2 separate regions of the Ovis aries genome follow, and region 1 is linked to region 2. Evidence: chromatin contacts called from public Hi-C data. All regions are on one chromosome and are shown on one strand. Each heading gives the region's core, a stretch centred on a gene start, on an enhancer-like site or on the middle of the called end of the contact. The rest is flanking DNA. Distances are from core to core; before and after follow the strand shown. Region 1 holds the start of PTK2B (protein tyrosine kinase 2 beta). Region 2 holds the start of LOC101118764 (ribonuclease P protein subunit p14-like).

Region 1 (2,700 bases), core at 34-2,533, 290 kb after region 2:
GTCTACTTCCCTCCCTCCGTCCATCTTCACTCACTTTTTCATCTCTGCCTCCTCTCACCCGCCCCCAGAGGAGTTGTGAAATCTGGGGTTAGGTCCACAACTGCATTCCTTGCCCTCGAGGGAGGGGCCTCCTCCTGCCCCTTCCCTCATCTTTGGCACCAACTGCCCCCGAGGGCTCATGTCCAGCTACAGGTCAGGGGAAGCTCTGCTCTGGCTTCTGAGTGCCCCTGGTGAGTGTCCCCTGCGTCCCAAATTCTGTTCCTTCCTTTCCTGACCCTTGGAGGAGTCTAACTGGATTGAGCACCAAGTTTGGGGTGCAGGGAGTAGAGAGTGTCAGATGGCTGAGGGTTAGGGCAGTTGGTGGGGTTCTTGCTGGGCTCAGAACAGCACCCATATGCTGCCTGCTCACCCACCCCAGGCTTTGCCCACGCACCGCCTGCCAGGAGAAGGAGGCAGGGAGCTTAACTCTTTAGGGGCATTCCCAAGTAGTTTCACAGAGACCCAGGGCGGCAGCAGGTCTTAACTTTAGTTCCCCAGGACACACAAGTACTCACACACACACACACACACACACACACACACACACACACACACACACACAGTAGTCCTGCCTCTACGCCCTTGCAGAGCCCTGCTCGCTTCCAGTCGGGGGTGCAACATGCAGAAGATGCCTCGTGAGGTGGTCAGGTTGGGGAACAAGAATCCAAAGCGGGGAGCCCCGGGGTGTTCATGGGCCCGTGACCGGGGTGGGAGCGCTGTCTTCGGGGGCAGGGGCAGGGGGTGGGGGTGCAGCGCGGGGCGCCGGCAAAGGCTCTAAGGCAGGAGTGGAAGGTGGATTCTGAAAGCTCTCTGATCTGACCTTTGCAGGCAGGGGGCCCTTCTGAGTCCTCTCATCATAATCCCGGCCTTCCCTGTCTGAACCCGATAAGAGAACTAAGAGGGGAAAGAAAACACCCTTGAGTTTCAAATTAACTACCCAAATAGACTCCCTCTCCCCTTGGCCGAGGGCTAGCCAGCCCAGAGGCGCCCACTTCTGGGTCCGCGGTCCGGGAGTCGCCCCCCACCTCTCCCTCGTCCAGCCTCCAACTTCTGGCTGGGCGCTCGGCGCCGATCGATCGCGGGAGGGGACTCACTCGGGGCGAAGCGCCGGCTCCAGTGGCGGCGGCTGCGGCTTCTTCTCTGCTCGGCCAGGTGCGGCGGGGGCTAGGCAGGTAAGGGGCGCTTCCGAAGGGGCTCGCGGCGGCTCGGGAGGCCTCCGCTGAGTAAGAGCGCTGACAGGTTTGTGTTTTCCCCTTCTCCTCCTCCGGCTTAACCACACCCCTGCCGCTCTCCTCCCCACTTCCTTAAAGGGTGGGGTGTGTTGTCTGCGGTGCGGAGCGTGTGTGGCTCCAGCCTCTTACCATAAACTCTGAAATAGACGCCGCTGCCAATTCCCGGAGCTGCACGTGCCCACCTGGGAGGGGGCCATCTCTGCCACCCCCAACCCCACGTGGGGTCTCCTGATAGTCTTTGTCACCACCGCTTCCACCTCGTGAGCAGTTGAGCACCCCCAACTCCACCCCTCCTCGCTCTCCCTTCCTCTCCACTGGGAAGCTTTCCTCTTAGCTCCCAGGTCTGTTGCAGAGCTAGAGACTGTTAGCAGCCTGCCACACTCCCAGCATCGGTGTCCCTCCGGGTCTCTTCAAGGCCTAAAGTGCTGCTTTGGGAGGATGGGGTGGGGGCACCAGAGGTCAGATGACTGTCACCAGGGGCTTTGGCAGAACTGGTCCAGGGGTCTGAATGCCACAGTCCAGGTCCCTGCACTACAACAGCCAGGACCAGAGGCACAATAGTCAAAGATGCTGGGCAGCCTTTTCTCGTCCCCTCTCCACATCAGTCCACTTGGTTTGTTGACCAAGAGCTTGGTTACCTCTTCACTCTGGCCAGCAGGGCAGCAAGAGTCGAGGCAGTGACTCAAGGGCACTTAGTAACCCCTTTCTCTGTCACTAGAAAGATTCTAGACTTTTTCTTGAGTAGGAGCAGGTGAACAGGACTCAGCATAAAGTCAAAAAGCTGGTGTGTCACTCAGCATTCCTCACCTTCTCAAAGTTCCTCTCCAGAGCCCCACCCCAAACTTCTTCATTCTGTATCCTGAGAAGAACTGGGATCTCCCACACTGTTAGAGGATGCTCTTCACAAAGGCATCTCTGAGCATGGCACCCCCTGGTGTTGTGCAGCTGCCTGTGACAGCCCAGTGTACTCTACAACCAGCCCCAGTCTTCCTTCCCCCACCACTTCCAAACTCAGAGGACGGGCCACCCCAGAGAAGAGCCAGCATTTGGTTAGTATGTCTAAATGCCAACCACTGTGCCAAGGAACACTCCGTTTACATTTTATCTATGTTAACATTTCCTTTCATTCTTCCCATTTTCTGAAAAGAAAACAGATTTAGATTAAAATGTCCAAGGCTGCAAAATCAGAAAGTCAGTTTCCTGCAATTATGATCAGTGGACTGTCTGTAGCTCTTAAAATGCAGATACCTGGATGTGACTCTGGGGCTACTGAAAATCAGAATCTCTGAGCCTGGGACCCACCCACTCATGCAGGGTAACTTACAACCCATCTGTTGGAACTCACAGCCTTGTTAATCTCATACACTGATCAGCCGTGTTCTCAGCACCAAGTGTTGCCGGGGTCTACAAAGCAGTGAGAAGACACACA
Region 2 (2,700 bases), core at 98-2,597:
TCGTGTGTGTGTGTGCATGCACGTGTGCTGTGCCACATGGCTTGTAGGACACAGCTGTGGGATCGTAGGTCCCTGATAGGGATTGGATCCATGGCCCTGGCAGTGAAAGCCTGGAGTCCTAACCACTGGACATCCAGGGAATTGCCTGTTTTTTTCAGTTTGAAACCTAGAGAGGTGATGAATATACTTAAGCCTGAGTGAAGCATAAGTGGACACTGGAACAACTCTTTACCTGCTCCCCTCTCCCAGTGTAGGTCTATGAGCCCGTCCTTGCGAAGAACAGCAATCCCTGTTTTCCCCAGAGGCTTTCAATACTAAAAACACTGATGGCTGAACTTGCATCTTTAAAGACGTATTTCAGGATTTGGGCGTTTTTGGAACCATAACTTTAACCCAGCCGTCCATGACAGTCTTTTTACTTTCTAGCACAGATCATGACACTGCAACAACGGCAATGAACTGCTTCAGCTTTTTCACTTCTGCAGAAGCTAAAACAACTTCCCCAGCATATAAAGGGGCTGGAAAGTTAATTTTCTGGGAAAGAAATACACAGCCTGGCCCCGGCATTTTAGTACCGAGGAAAGCTGAAATAAGTCCATTGATCAAAACTCCATGGACAATTGTCTTTCTAAATCTGGTGTGTTTTGCAAATCTTCGTCTAAGTGCAAAGGGTTGACATCCCCTGTTAATTCTGAGAAGGTGGCCATGTCCCTCTGTATGAAGGCCCTATTGAGTTCAGCCCAGTCTCCGACTCTGAGGAGCATGTGCTCTAAGGGCTGCCTGTTCGGTACTGATTGGCTCAGGCAGATTCTCCTGTGAAGCCAACCCCACCAAAGGGGTTGGACATTACTGGGGGCATCTTCAGCACTCTCAAATTCCATCAACAGGAGCTTTTGGGCTGCTTCAGTCTCCAAACATTATGCTGGCACCAAAAAGTACTTTTGAGAGTGAGGAATATTTTCTCAAATTGAAGACTACTCAATTCTAGTTCCCTACTATTGCCAGATAATGCAAGGAGAAGTGGAGAAAACTGAATCACTCTGAAAGCATAGTTCTTGCCTTTATAGGATCCTAACAGGGTCAGAGAGCTCCACAATTTGACAAGACCACTGCTGCATATCCTTAGGATGCCTGACAGGGTCTTCTCTTCATAGGTCAGAACGTCCAAGGGTAACGCAGCATCAACCTCACCAAACAGGTCCTTCAGCGCTGAAATAAGCAGCTGTTTGAACTGTGCAGCATTCAGTCCAATCCCACAATCTTGAAATTCTAGGCGGACTTTCATGTAGTGGTACTCAGAGGGATGTTTGTAAACAGTTCTTTTCCATGTGGCAGCTGAGGCTGGCATCTTTTTCCAGTGCTGGTCACATCTGTATTGAGTCAAGAGGGTGTTGGGCGCTTAAAGTCGTTTTCAACTTTTTTTTGGACTAACTTCTGCCTCTGATTTCTCCCCTACCTGGGGCCAGGCGCATGCGCTCTGCACACGTGGTCTCAGTCCTCTCCACCACCCTATGCGACTGAGACCGCGTTGTAGAGAGAGGCCTGGGATGTTTCACGGCCTGGCCTCGCCTTAGTTGGTGGCATCCACGGCCAGAGTGGGAGGTACCCAAGGCCGCACCTTGCTGCCCGCCACCCCTCTGCCTTCTGTTTTCATTTTTTACTTTTTTATTATTTTATTTATTTGACAGGGACCAGATTTCACCGGGGCAGGCAGGATCTATTTCCTTGATCAGGGATAGAACCCAGGGCCTATGCATTAAGAGCAGGGAGTCTTAACCACTGGACCACCAGGGATGTCCTCCACCCCTTCTCAATTTGAAACCTACGTTTGCCGGGAGAAATCTCTTCCCTCTTGCCCACCCCCATCCTCCAGGGTTTTCCCCCTTTTCTGAGGCCCTTCTGGTGGCTTCAGAGTTTGAGACTAGCCAGCTTCATGCCTTTAGGGTCAGCCTTGCTTGCCTTCGTGTGGGCTCAGTTGTGTCTGACTCTTTGCGACCCCATGGATTGTAGCCCACCAGGCTTCTCTGTCCTTGGGATTCTCCAGGCAAGAATACTGGAATGCGTTGTCATTTCCTTCACCAGGGGATCTCCCCAACCCAGGGGTCGAACCTGAGTCTCCCGCATTGGCAGGCAGATTCTTTACCACCACTGAGCTACTTGGAAAGCCTTTTAGTTCAGAGAGGGAGGCTTTGTTCCTCTTGAGCCTGCACCTCGCAGGATCCCGACAGCTGCCACCAGGAGGCGCCATGAGTCCCTGTTCCAGGGCTGACGGTGGATGCTGACCTTGAGAAGGACCAGAGCTGTCCTGTGGCTCCGCAGATGCTGGGCTCTGCTGCTCTGCCCCCTCCCGTCAGCTGACCCATGCATTCCCTTGTCTATCTTCCAGTCGGAGCCTCTGCAGGTGGCTAGGTTGACTTGGCCGTTTTGGGGTTATCCCCATGCAGAGACACCTGCAAGTGAAGTGAGGGGGCATCCGTCTTGGTTTTTAAATGTCCCACATCTTTGCATTTGGGGAGGCTTTCTGATCAGTGGTGCATCCTTCTGGGACTGTCAGAGGTCACCTGGAACCCTCCTTTTCTCTGCTGTGCACCTGTAGGTTGCAGGGGCCAGGCGGCCACTTGAGGGGAGAAGCTGCCCACAGTCCACTCACTCCACTCGGTGAAATTTGCTTGTTACTTTTCAGCTGATGACTGCTCACCC

Evidence for each region. A called contact is a pair of places that touch in the nucleus more often than the background predicts.
Region 1: a Hi-C map of tail adipose tissue shows a contact between it and region 2, with 5 times the contacts expected there. The contact joins the promoter of PTK2B here to the promoter of LOC101118764 in region 2. A contact is called at or near these places in 5 of 16 Hi-C or Micro-C datasets (blood, hypothalamus and tail adipose tissue).

The regions. Positions count from the first base shown.
Region 1 is chr2:38,496,806-38,499,505 of ARS-UI_Ramb_v3.0, forward strand. PTK2B (protein tyrosine kinase 2 beta) reads right to left here and starts at 1,284. Exons shown (of 30, transcript XM_042243113.1): 1 at 1,134-1,284.
Region 2 is chr2:38,209,210-38,211,909 of ARS-UI_Ramb_v3.0, forward strand. LOC101118764 (ribonuclease P protein subunit p14-like) reads right to left here and starts at 1,348. Exons shown (of 1, transcript XM_042242684.1): 1 at 881-1,348. The coding sequence starts at 1,348. The coding sequence ends at 881.